Regions from separate parts of the Astyanax mexicanus genome. Here region 2 is linked to region 1. A link is a contact called in public Hi-C data. All regions are on one chromosome and are shown on one strand. Each heading gives the region's core, a stretch centred on a gene start, on an enhancer-like site or on the middle of the called end of the contact. The rest is flanking DNA. Distances are from core to core; before and after follow the strand shown. Region 1 holds the start of fam43a (family with sequence similarity 43 member A). Region 2 has its middle 110 kb from the start of fam43a.

Region 1 (7,186 bases), core at 3,277-5,776:
AGTATTTGCAAGCTAATTATTAACTATTAGTAAACACCTTTATAAACCATTCATAACCCTTTATAAAGGTAGTCTTATTTTAAAGTGGTACCCACATTTTAAATGTCCCTGAGAAATTGCCTTAAAATGTTTTGAGTAACTTATTATACTTAACTTAACTTAACTTCTCTGATCCTAAATCAGTCAATCATTATACAAAATATAACCGCATACCCAAGCAAAGTTGGCCCTGGTAGGCATGACTGCACACTGATGGGGAGCTAGGGGTGTGGACAAACACATTATGCAAATAAAGCATGACATGGGCCAATAGGAAAGATTATCTTACATTTTGTTTAGGATACTATGAAATTAGATTATTTCATTGGGTCTTGGTCAGTTTACGTAATATTTGCTTAAAATATGGAGTAAATTCTACCCAAACAAAGTGAGAGCAAACTGTTGCTTTAAATTTATTGACTATACTCTTTATATTTAATTTTTTTACAGTCTATAAATGGGTAAATTTTAGGAAGTTTCTGCATGTGGTACGTGTGATGTGTTTTTTTTCTGGTGGTCACACCATCACACTCCAGCAAGAACATAGCAGACGTTTGTAGTCTAGTATGAAGATGATCCGTGCAGAGGCTCAAGAGAACTCCAGTTTTACAAACCCAAGTCTAACTAAGCTTTAACTTTAATATATATTTACATTATTCTTTGTGTAAAATACATTCATTTTTAATAAGCATATATGCAGCTGAAACACTAGGGAGGCGCCTAGTGCAAAATCCCAAATTATATTATCAACATTAACATTTTAATATTTTAACATTATTATAGTCATTATGGCTTTTAGAAAAATGTGCCTGGATGAGGGGAGGTAGTGTGTTATAGAGTAAGTAAAGCTTTTGTCTTTAATGGCTTTATTTTTCCCCATACATTACTTTTACTTTAATACTTTAGGTACTTTTACAACCAGTACTCTTTTAAACACTTTTACTTAAAGAGTAAAAAGCTTGAATTGATATTTTTTTAATACCTAGTATCTATACTACTCTTCTGCCTGAGTAATGAATGTGAATTCTTTTGTCACCTTTAATTAAAAAATGCTCTATACGTTCTATAATCTTATTTCTATGACTGTGTCAAAATTCGGTAGTCCCATGTGGCTGGAAGACTAAATATACAGCTCTGGAAAAAATTAGGAGAGAGCACATTAGTTTCTGAATCAGTTTCTCTGATTGTGCTTTTTATAGGTTTATGTTTGAGTAAAATAAACATTGTTGTTTTATTCTATAAACTACAGACAACATTTCTCCCAAATTCCAAATAAAAATCTCGTAATTTGGAGCATTTATTTACAGGAAATGAGAAATGGCTGAAATAACAAAAAGGATGCAGAACTTTCAGACTTCAAATAATGCAAAAAAACAAACAAGTTCATATTCATAAAGTTTTAAGTGTTTAGAAATCAATATTTGGTGGAATAACCCTGGATTTTAATCACAGTTTTCATGCATCTCTGTCTGTTCTCCTCCACCAGTCTTACACACTGCTTTTAGATAACTTTATGCATTTACTCCTGGTGCAAACAAAATCAAGCAGTTCAGGTTTTCAATTTGGTAAAATCAAAGACACTTATCATTTTTAAGTGCTCTCTTATTTTTTTCTAGAGCTGAATGTAGAATGTAATATAATAAATATTAAACACTTCCATATAGATGATTTATTAATAGTAAATTGATTTAAATATGTTAAAATCAGAATTGTGCTCAGAGAAGACTACGTGTTTAGATGTGGGCAGGAATGGGTTAAGTCAAATAATCAGCAAATTCTCCAGAGTCTGAGCGAGCTGAGCTGCCTCCTGATTTCCTCCTTATCTCTCTGAAGTGACAGACGAGGCACTGTCCTGTCCTCCTTACGCACAGTATCATCACAATGTCTTGTAGAGTAGAATATACACAGTACTTTAACTTTAACTCAATTTAACTCACATTAAAAAAAGTGCATAACACTGGCCTGTACCATTCTTCTGTTTTTTTATTGGTAATTAAGTGAGGTTCACAAAAACAAACCACATTTACCTCTTTAAAAATAATAAACATTATGAACATATTTGAATATATTTACATCTCGGTACACCGCAATGTTGTTGTCTCTTTTGCACAGCAAAGATAGAACATTGGCGTTTATAAGAACATTGAAAAGGAGACGACAGTATGTACAAAACTTGTTAATAGAACGACTTAATTACAGCACAGTGCAAAAATATAGAACAGAAAGTGGAACATCCTGAAAGTAGCTAGCATTGTCGGGGGCAAACTACAGCAAAAAAAAAAAAAAAGGGAGTAAAATCGCTCAGGGCCGTCGTTTCCACAAAAAAAAAGAGAAAAGAAGAGAAAAAAGAGACGCATTTCCTTTGGGGGAAATGGATCGGGTAAACAAGTTCAGATGTAAAACGTACACAGCCAAAGCCCCTAGTGTTGCATTAAGTCTTTACAGTGCTGGATTAACTCTTACCGTATTAACTCTTACAGTGTTGGATTACCTAATAGTGTTGGCCTAACTCTCGCAGGGTTGAGTTAACTCTTACAGTGCAGATCTGCACTCTAAAAAAAAATGTTTTTTCAATTTTTTTAAAGTTCTTTATGCAGTTTTTCTCTTGAGCCACATTAAGTTCTTTATAAGTAAAGAATCTACAATAGAATGGTATAAATAAGAGGTTTCACCCTTTTTTTTTGTACAGAAACTTATATTATATAACTTATACTATATTTATTCTAGAGTGCAGCGTGTAGAGTTAACTCAACCCTGCATGTTTTCAGTGCAGACTGCAGGAGCTGTGCAGATCCACTTTCTCCATTTGGCTGTGTAGCTGAGGAGAGCACCGCTTTGCTCCTTTCTCCTGCCCAACTCAACGCTGGATTGGACAAGAAGGAGGGTGCTTTGAGCTCAGCCAAAGGCCTTTAGTTTGTCCTGTGGTTTGTCACGCATTTGTCCTGTGTTCTCTCCAGTTCAAGGTGGTGAACACTGTGAAAAACACTGAGAAAAAAAGCCCAGAACACAGTTTTTCATCTTCATCTTTCAAGTCATACGGATAAGGTGGCACAAACCCCATACCCTCCCAGACCCAACGTCACCACTTCCCCAGGGCTGGCAGACTCAGTCCAGGACCACAGAGTGGACCGACGTGTGGACCAAAGAGTGCGTCACTGTAAACCATCGGGAACCTCGCTGGGAAGTGAAAAAAAACTAAACAAAACAGAGGGGGTTTCACCTCCTGTCCACCTCAGCCCACCTCCTGCATGTGCCCGTCCTGCTCAGAGTGCGGCGGGTTCACCGTCTCCGGGCTGCTCTCGATGGACGACTCGCTGCCCGTGCTTTCGCCCGACAGCAGCCGGGTCACCCTTAGATCAGCCCGCAAAGTCTGCACATCGTTTCCAATTGCCATCTCTCCCAGGTCACTGATGATCTGGGCCAGCTCAGCCTGTCCCGCACCGTTCAGGACCTCGTCCCCCTGGAATCGGGCGGACGCCTTCTCTTCTGCCTCCTCTCCCAGAGAGTCCTCGGTGATGGAACCCAACTTGGGCGCACTGCGGCTGCGCTCCACCGGCGGCCTGTAGCAGCACTGGCCGTTGAGGAGCTTGCGAAGTGGCACCAGAGGCACGGTGCGCTCGCCCACCAGCTGCTGCTGCTGGTGCCGGGCATCGTCTCGTCTCTTGAGCCGCTTGAACTCTGCCAGGGCGGCCGCCGACGTCTGGTACAGGAGCAGTGCCATGGCTTTAGCCTTCTCTGGCTTGGACACGAGCACGGCGTGGCATCGCAGCATGACCGCCTTGTGCTTCAGCTCGTGCCGGTAGATCCAGGCGAAGATCTTGGGTAGGCGTGGGTCGGCCACGCAGTAGGTGACCCGGTGCAGAAGGTAGAGGTGTCCGGGTCGGCGCGCCCGCTCGTCGGAGTGCACCATGCGGATGCCCTGAGAGCTGACGGTCAGCTTCATCTTGGTGCCACTCTTGCCCATGTCGCTCTTGGCCCAGATCTTGCTCACCGCCACGTCCGTGCAGCCGTCCCCTTTGGACTGGATGGTGGTGGCGTTGCCCAGGTACAGCACGGTGTAGGTGGGGTCCTCACCTGTGATCTTCACTTTCCTTCGCTTGGACTTGAACATGCTGCCCACCCGGTGCAGGGCGCTCTCCGGGCACGACCTGGCGAAGGAGGTGAGGGCTGAGTAGTTGAGGCTCACGGCATAGCCCTTCTGCTTGGACTGCTTGTCGTCCTCGATCAGGTCGAACTTGTTCTTCTTCCAAGGCAACATGATCCACGCGCTGCACGTGGAGCTTCAGAAGGCGCGCTCAGGACAGACCCACCCCCTCAAACCCTGACTAAACTCTACAGACTGCCAGTCTAGACTTATACCAGCCTAATGCACTCACTACATTCCTCAGCTCCCGGACCGCTGCACTGCCGCACGAGCTACAGTATCTCTCCGCGCGCTCCGCTCCTCCCCGCATCGTCTCGAGCCTGAAACTGACAGCAGCGCGAGCGAAGCAGCGCTTATGAGCTGGACTGAACCATCTGAGCCGCGGGGAGGGGGAGCAGCTCTGAGCGCGGGACCAACCAACACACACAGCTTCCGGGGACCGACTCAGACAACTGTGCCCAACAAACACAGCAAAATATCACAGTCTAACGTCGCATAAACGTTGTCCAAACTTTGCTCGGTGTATGTTTCATCAACGTAATCAAATTACATTGCCTTTTTTCGCTATTAGAACACCTTTTAACAACTTTCCAAGGACGTAGTGCACTTCAGCGTTAAGACAATGTTTCCTAAACATTGAACAAACTTTAGTTTTTGGTTGCATTACATCATCACTTTTTAATGTTGATATTGGAAAAACAAACCTTAAAACAAACTTTATTTAACATTGGCTAAAAGGTTGGTGTTGAAATTCTGATATTTAAAGTAGATTTGAAGGACTCTAGACGTTTATTTGAAGGCTTTTTCATGGGTGGGATTCTGATTCTACACTCAAATAGTTTTTAGAGAAAGGCTGCTTCCCACAAGCAACAACCATAATAATCCTAATTATTTTACTATTTTATTTATTTCTGACCCATAAATAATAATAAAAATAAATAAATAAATAAATAAATAAATAAATAAATAAATAAATAATAATAATAATAATAATAATAATAATAATAATAATAATAATAATAATTGTATATATCTAAGTTAAATCAAATAATTAATATAAAACCATAAATCAATGTTAAATCAACATAAAAGCAATGTGCACAAATAAATCATGAATGTATTAAAGACAGAATAATACAATTTTGCTATCTGGGTTGTGGGCACCACAATAATAGGTTGTAAGTAACTGTGTTTAATGGCTGTCTGTTTTTATATATACACCTACATACATTTATTTTCTTATGTTTAATGGTTCCTGTGATGTTCTGTTTCACTTATAATAACTCTTTAAATTTTTTTTTTTTTATTTTAAGGTGAAAATATCTTCCTTATTTAATAATAATAATAATAATACTTATTATTATTATTATTATTATTATTATTATTAAGGCAACACAACCGTATGCATAATGATAAAAAAATACAATAAGGTGATATCTGCTGCCATCTACTGGAGGATAAAGGTATCCGCACCCTCATTTAAAGACAAGCACACTGCGCTACTGCGTTCATACAACTGTGTTCAAATGTTACAGTGCTTATGTTTAATGTTTAATTAAATTAGCATTTTTAAGTTATAAGACAAGCTTCTGTTGATTTTCTAGAACTTTCATCATATTTCACATCTTCTGTCTAAATTTTAGTGGTTAAACACATCCTGCTCATTTTACTGAATTCCTTTAGTCCATAAGAGCTGAGACCCATTTCTGAATGCCAATTTCTAAATTCAATCTGATAAATTCAGTGAGCAGCTCATTCATGTTTTTTCTTCTTTTGGGCACATGACTGCTAATATATTAAGATTAAAATCTTGATGTAACACAAATGACGCAGCAACTTTAATAACTCATATTTTAACATTGGCTCCAGAAATCAGGTCAGAGCTTGTTATATGGGTCAAAAATTATTTAATAAAAGCTTTTGAATGATTAAATTGTTAACTCAAAAAATATGCTAGTTCTATCTCCAGTACTCCTCTCTTGATGTTTCCATCACTTAGGAAAAGTGAAGGACAGAGCTTTAAGGAACTTTACACAGCTTGTAATGGGTCTGTGACACATATAACTTCTAAATGGCCTCTTTTGGGTTAGTAACAACTCACTTCTGCTCTAAGAGAGGACTTATAAAAGAGTCAAATTACTAATATTTTGATAAAAAATAAAGTTCTGCAACATAAGAATAGACTTTTTGTGAACATTGAATTTCCATTGATTCAATGTTATAATTGTTTATGCATTATTTGTATTAAACTTAACTTTATATATTTAGTATATATGTATTGTTTGTATACTATATAGCTTGTTTGGTGTTCTTGCACTGGCTAGCATTACTGCTACTGTGAGCTGATTGGTTGGTGAGCTTTAGGTTTATACTTGAATATTAAAAGCTCTATTGTATTCGGTACCAAAACACGTGATAATGTTCTGTCTATATATTTGTGTAAGACTGGTGGAGAAGAAAATGAAAAGATGTATAAAAACTGTGATTAAAAAACAGGGTTATTTCACCAAATATTTATTTCTGAACTTTTAAAACTTTATGAATATAAACTTGTATAATTTGAGGTCTGAAAGCTCTGCATCTTTTTTGTTATTTCAGCCATTTTTCATTTTCTGCAAATAAATACTCTAAATTACAACCAGTACTTTTACATTTTTACTTGAGTTGATACTTCTACTTCTAAAATTATTTTAACTCTCGTATCTATACATCTACCTAATGAGTGAGAAATAAATGTAAATACTTTTCACACCTTTGCTCATTTAGTTTTAAGCATTTTCTCTAAAGAAGCTACTACTATAATACATTCGATTATAATTTGGGGTAAATATAACATACACAAAATTTAATTTGCTTAAAACAACAACAAAAAAAATCCTTATTCCAAACATTTGTTTATTTGGATTTATATAATGATATACACAATAAAAAAAATAGTTTTAAGCTTATCAATTTAATTTGACTTTTTTTTATTAGTATTAAACTGGCCTATTGCTTTTTAAA
Region 2 (7,186 bases), core at 3,512-6,011, 110 kb before region 1:
ACACAAAGAACACTGTTGACCCTTCTCTAAAGGGCAAGGACAACTCATCCAGGAGGTCACAAAAGAACCCAGAACAACATTTGAAGAACTGCAGGTCTCACTCGCCTCAGTTAAGATCAATGTTAATGATTCAATAATAAGAAAGACTGGGTGAAAATGGTCTGATAAAAAACACTGCTGACCAAAAATAGAGAAATACAACCACCCGTCTCACATTTACCAGAAAAAATCTTGTTCCTGAAGGAGAATGTATGTCCAGTTTGTGACCTTAAGCTGAGGCGTACTTGGGTTCTGCAGCAGGACAATGATCCATAGCATTAGCAAAGCTAAGTCCAAGTCTGGTTGAGATGTTGTGGATGATCTTAAACAGGGTATTCATGCTGGAAAACCCTCCAACGTGGCCAAATGAAAGAAATTCTGTAAAGAAGAGTGGAACAAAATCCCTCCACAGAGATGTGAACGACTCGTTGCCATTTATCGGTAAAGCTTGATTGCTGTTGTGACCACCAAGGGTGCAAGGTTACAACAAAGTTATTACTGTAGGTTTAGTAGGAAAATACGTTTTCACACAGGGCCAGGTTGGTTTGAACAGATTTATTTTTTTCATAATTTAAAAACTTTGGTTTAAAAAACAAAATAAATCTGTATGGGGCCAAATGCTTATTTGCAGCACTGTATGCTGAGGTTTAAGGCCCCATCATGCTTTAATTGTAGCACCAACAAGAACCCCCAGTATTGGCCAAGTCAACACTCTGATGTGGGGGTTGTTATGGGTGGAAGGTGATTTAAATGATCTAGAGTGGGTTTGCGTGATTCTAAATGGGCCCCATCACTTCAGCCCACCTTCTTCTCACATTGGTACCATCTAGACCCATTGTATTGTGCATGACCCAAATGGGGCCATTGATAAACCACTTCAGGTACTATTTACTGACCTTGGAACTGATGGACAAATCATTCGGGGGGCTTTTTGGGCTACCTATAAAAATACACCACCTAGCCAAAAAAAGGTCAATCCATTCATCCATTCATTTTTTTTTACCAAGATCTTGCAGCAGCATTGATGATGGTAGAGTCTGACCACTGCTCAAAGCAGCTCTTCTGCATCCAGCACATCCCAAAGATTCTCAATGAGGTTAAGATCTGGACTCTGTGGTGAACTCTCTCTTAATCCAAGTGTGAAAATGATGATCTCATGCTCCCTGAACCTCCATGCTCTCTTTCAAAATTCCAGCCCCATGAATTCTGGCATTCTCGTCATCTTGGAATATTAGGAAATACATCCATTGATGGAATAACTTGGTCTATTTTCAGTATATTCAGGTAGAGTCAGCTGACCTCATTCTTTCAGCACATACTGTTGCTGAACCTAAACCTGCAGACCAACTGCAGCATCAACCCCACATCATTTACTTACTTAAATCCAGATAGAGACATTTTTATTTTGGCCAGGCAGTGTACTTTTAAATTTCTGAAGAAACACAAAATCACTAGGTCTCTGCAAACACAGTTAAATATTGATATAACAATACAGATAAAACCTTCCAGACCAAAACTACATCTACACCAGAACAATCATTTACTTCTTCAGCACGATAGCTCTCGCCCACTCAGACAGAACCGTGATCCAGTACAGTGGGTTGTTCCAGCACTTTAAATCTAGGTCAGATTTCTTTTTAAAAGCCTACATTCAATGATTTTTATCTTTTTCTATTTGAAAAACATGGCAGAACACGCATCTATTGTCTAGCAGTGCTTTCATATCACATACTTTGAGTTCAATTAACGCCATAACCCTTAACTCCAGCATGCTCTATACTGTACCCGACACACTGTAGTCCCTTTGTTCTGTTTCCTCTTCTTCATGGCCTATTTAAACATAAATTGACCTGTTTCAATGATGGAGAGACCCTTACTACAAAATACATTTGCCACTAAAACTAGACTAAAAAGTACTAAATTTAAAATGTACTTTGAGTAAAAGTTACATAGTTACTTTTATTTATTTGATGTAAAAAAAGTACAACAAATCATAAATTAAATTGTTTTTAATTATTTTTCTTTACTGTATTTTTACAGTTTTACAGGGTATATTTTAACTAGCAATTGCTTCAATTCTTTAACTGCTATTTAAATGTTGTTTTTTAAACATTTAAGCAGATTGTTTAATGATAAAATACTTAACACCACATGCTTTCACAGGTTTGATGTGGAAGTTTTGAAAGCTGACAGCTCTGTCCAGCGGGGCACATTTTGCATTGCGTCTTTGCCTCGTTATTCCACACGCGAGCATCCGTGCGCCGGCGCATCCGCGCCAATATATATTTTTTATTCAGACATTTTTTTTCCCAACATTTTATTTTTTACTCAGTAATGGGGAGTTTTCCAATGTAGCGAAGTAGATTACTTGTGTCAAAATGTCCTTGAGTAAAAGTAAAATTACTTATTTTAAAAACTACTTTAAAAATTACAAATTACTCATAAAATCTACTCAATTACAGTAACTTGAGTAAATGTAATTCATTACTTTCCACCTTTGATTATACTTATCATGATCATTTATCAAAACATATAGTGATTGATTGCTAATGTACCTCTTACCTCTCAACACCTATTCTTAGTAGATAGGAGGGGGATTCATTGGTCATCTTTACCAGATGAACAACAAATTGATGTGTGGCGGCACCATGATCAGTGTATGATCATGAATGATATAAAAAGCAACTCAAAAATATGTAATATTGGATTATTTCCTTCTAACAAAAAAAAAAAATAACCTATAGTCTTTTTTTTGTCTAATTTGTTTAACTGCGTTCTCTTAATCTGATTTTAAGATTTTAGATAAAAAAAAAAAACTGATGATGTATTAGCTGCTGATGCAAATCGAAATATACTTTATTAAATAAAGTATAAGACAAAGTGATGGTCAGACTAAACAAGGTCAATACCGCTAAACAGCAGCAACAAGGAGATGACATAGCAAAGTTGATAAACAGTCCAGAAGTCAAAACAAGCCAAGGAAAATTTAGAGGGCAGAATAAAAAACTAGCTGAGTAATACAAAGCAGGGTCAAAACCAGAGTAATACAGGCAATGTAAAAATGCTTTGTACAAAGATAAACTGTCAATACTGAGCAATGATTTATGAGCCCCTTATAGGGTTAAACCATGTGGCCAGTACTCAGGTGACCTGCTTCCTGGAAGCGTCATATGCTGTGTCATGTGATGTCAGTGTGTGGTGCATCCTGGGCTTCAGATTGCAGGCAGAGCTTTCAGTGCCAGGCGTGACAATACTGAAATATAGAAAAAAGGGTTAACAAACTTTCAAGCACCACTGTGCACACAACCAGTCTGCCCTGGACTTGAAGAAGAATTGAGAAAAGGGACTGATGAATGGAAACTAATGTGTTTACTGCTCTAGTAATCAGACACCATGACGAGCTTTTACATCGAATTGTTTTAGTTCATTTGAATGTTGCAAACCATCATCCAAATCAAAGAAACAGAAATCTGACCCATTGAAGTGCAGCTGTGTTGCACAGACGAGCTACAAATTTATGTATGGAGGCACCATGATTGGTGCCAAGATGAATGTCATTAACCTTTATGCAAAACATTTTACTGTAAATTCGTAAGTGTTTGTGATTAAAATAGTATGTATTATCAGTGTTCTCAAGTCTCACGCTTTGAGCGTGTGACACGCCTCAGCGAGTTCACACGCCACACATGGTATTTCTCAGGCTTTCCAATCCATCGGCTGCATATTATAATGTACTCTCGTTGAGCCAATCAGAATATAGATCGCTCTGTTGTAAGGCAGACCTAGTCAAAGAGGGTGTAGTTTCAGCCAGAGTGTCAGGCGCGAAGAACTGTCTGATTCGAAAGTTCTGAAACACATGTCGGTGAACCCCCCCTCCCGTTTAACAACTGAAGAACTGCGTGTAATCTGTGGCTTTTCTTTTTAGACATGCTTGGAGGAAAGTGCTAGATCCCCAGCTCTGATACATCAGCCAACAGACACCCATTAGACTCAGAATGCTGATGGTAAAACTGTGTAACCTGGGATTTTAAACTTATGATCTTCAAGTCATAGTTTCCGCATCTTAGTCTGCTTAGCCACTCTCAGCACAGATAGAACAGTATAAGTAAAAAAAAAAACCTTATAAATTATAATGGACCATAGTGAGAATGGTACCTATAGCACTGGTAAATCCTGTATCTACTGTTACTGTAGATTAGCAATTACTTATAAACAGAAATAAATTGAATCTGAGACAAATCTGTGGTGTCAAATTCTGGAACAACACCTGGAAAGGCAATTTGCTGAACCGACAACATTCTAAAAAACAATCATTGTGAAGTATAAAGAGACTTTGTGCATGTAGGTGGTAACAGGATGTAGTGAAGTTCTTTAGTGCACCCAGTTGCTAAAATGCAGTGTGAAACCAAAACTTAACTGGACTAAATACAGTACAGAATACACTGTAGTAAAAACATCAGCCTCAACAGGTGCCATTGTGCACTCCTAGTAATGAAGTGATGCGGAGGCAGAATATCTGAATCAGATTCTCCGGCTGAAGGGTCTTACAGTCTGACAGACAGTTGGGTGGGAGGGAGTATCTAATGAGCTTTAGTCTCGCTCTGACAGGCAGGTTATCTCCGCATGAAGAAACCAGGATGCGCTCTAATCCCACTGTAATCCCCACTGTGCCGGGTCCTCACACGGCAGAGCACTGTTCAGAGGCAGGAAAGGGCAGTGAATGATTGCAAGGTGGCAAAAAGATGGAGAGAGGCAGCAGCATGATTGAGAGGCAGTAAAGGGCAGCAATAGGCAGCAGGATGATTGAGAGGTGGGGCTCCGAGTGGTCCAGTGGATTAAGGCGCTGTCACTATGATCAGGAGATCGCTGGTTCGAATCCTGTTCATGTAGCTTGCCATCAGCTATACGGTAGCCCTGAGAGCACAGTTGTCCTTGCTCTTTCTGGGTGGGTACAGTAGATAACGCTCTTTCCCCTCATCACTCCTAGGGTGATGTGGATCGGCACAAGGCTGCGTCTGTGAGCTGATGTATCAAAACCGAGTCACTGCGCTTTCCTCCAAGCGTTAGTGCTGTGAGGCAACTCGGAGTCTGACTTTACAGTCTTCACCCTCTTTGTGTTGGGGCATCACTAGTTTAAATTGCGGAAATAATGGGATAAATAAGAAATAAAATTATATTAAAAAAGATAATTGAGAGGCAGTAAAGGCAGTGGGAGCAGCAGAAAAACTCTAAAAAAACATAAAATTTTACAGGGAAATGCTAACGATCTAAACTGTTCTGAAGTGCTGTTGCCATCAAATATGTGTGATAAACTGTTTTACTTTTTATGTTGTTGTGTGTTTCTTACAAAGTACAACAGTGTGTAGTCTTGCCCACCAGGGCTACCTTCAATTTGAGTATACTGTTATATATTATATAATGCTTGACCGGCTTGCCTCAGGGTTGTAGGCCATAAGAACAAGTTACAGTATTCTTTACAGTAATGTTTTTTTACATGAATTTACTCACAATATTGGATAAACTATGCCCATAAATAGAGTGTACATTGTTACCTCTATTATAATGAGTAGATGCTATAGATCGTTTTTACTGCAAACATTAGGTTTGAAGGCATTTTAGAAAACAGTTAATTACTTATGAGTATATAATACAGCAGATGCACTGTAAAATAACAGTAATATCCTGGGTAGTTAATATAAAGCAAATAGTGTCAAATAACTGTAACATGCAGTTAATTATTGTAATTTTACAGCGTGGGGTCTGTCGCTGGGCTCTGTCGCTGTCTGACTGGGGGATTTATCCCCAGGGGCTTTGTTACCGTTGGGAACTGTGGTCTCCCAGTTATCTGCAGGGTATTTAGAGCAATGAGATTAAGAGCATTACATTTAACCGTTCTCTTTCTGAACAGCAGTAGCAGTAGCAGTAGCAGATCACACAGGGCTTTATCTGACCGGGAGATAATGCCCGAAAGGACTCTGTGACTCTGATACTGAAGACTCACTGACATAAAGCAGGGACAGTTAAATTGACCTATTTAACCTGTTTAAACTCCACTCTTTTGGACTTGTTGATGATAACAGTCTGGGCGGTCTTTTTTCTTGTGTTAACGTCTTCTAATAAAGATCTGGAACACTTGTTCTTTTGAACACACTGAAAGTTTCCACTGTGTGATGGTCCATCCCAGATATCTCTGAGCCAGTAGAGAAATGAACACTGAGTTTGGACAGGGTTAACATGGTTAAGCTTCTGTTCTGCACAGTGTAAGTGATATTTGTGAATGTCATTAATTTCCCCTGTATTAACCCTTGTGTGGTGTTCGGGTCTGTGGGACCCGTTTTCATTTTTCATCAAATGATACTAAAAAAATATTTTTTCTAACTCAAACTCATTGACATTGGCCCATTTTTTGTAAAAAAACATATATCAAAACACATTTTCGATAAACACACACTGTACCCCCCCACCCCCCCCCACACATTTATATTACATACAGTATGTTTGGCCAAGGGCTAATAAACATTGCTTCATTTGTAAATTTGAAACTAAACAAATTTTCTACTCATATCTTGAGTTTAATTCATTTTCTTTACATTTTATTAAAAAACTAATAAAAAAAAGAGTAGCACTTTTTGAAAGAAATGTAACATAAGAAAGGTAAAGTGCAAATATTAACCATGTAAGCTGTTTATATTGCTTGCAATTTAGGTGAAGCAAGCATGTGTAAAGCATTTTGCTGAATTAAATACAAGTAACAAAGTAAACGATTAACAAAAATATGAACACCACACAAGGGTTAATGTGTCATATCTCTTCAGTGTTGTTCCATTGAAACATATAATAAAATAATTACAACAATGTAAAGCGTGTACTCACTATTGTGAGGTACTAAATGTGGGCCTCCACCTAATCCAGACCTGTTAATTCCAACAAAGATGCATTTAATAATGTTTAATAATGTTTATTTGCAATCGTGTACATGCTGTCCTTCACAAAGATAGCATTATACACGTGCTCAATTCAGATGAATAGACTGATGTCTGGGTGTGTAACATGTTTCTTTTTTTGTCCTTTTGTTCCACCATGTTATGGCCACACACACACACACACACACACACTTCCTGTCTAAAGTCTCTCCTCCCCCACGCTC

The links. Hi-C and Micro-C count contacts between places; a contact is called where the count stands out from the background.
Region 2: a Hi-C map of muscle shows a contact between it and region 1, with 15 times the contacts expected there. The contact joins the enhancer-like site here to the promoter of fam43a in region 1. A contact is called at or near these places in 2 of 3 Hi-C or Micro-C datasets (both in muscle).

The regions. Positions count from the first base shown.
Region 1 is chr16:5,308,747-5,315,932 of AstMex3_surface, reverse strand. fam43a (family with sequence similarity 43 member A) reads right to left here and starts at 4,526. Exons shown (of 1, transcript XM_007252575.4): 1 at 2,005-4,526. The coding sequence starts at 4,297. The coding sequence ends at 3,272.
Region 2 is chr16:5,414,201-5,421,386 of AstMex3_surface, reverse strand. No RefSeq gene overlaps it. Among protein-coding and RNA genes, the nearest start is that of fam43a, 110 kb to the right of the region's middle. Within about 2 kb of position 4,761, the one cell type or tissue checked has an H3K27ac peak away from gene starts, as active enhancers do.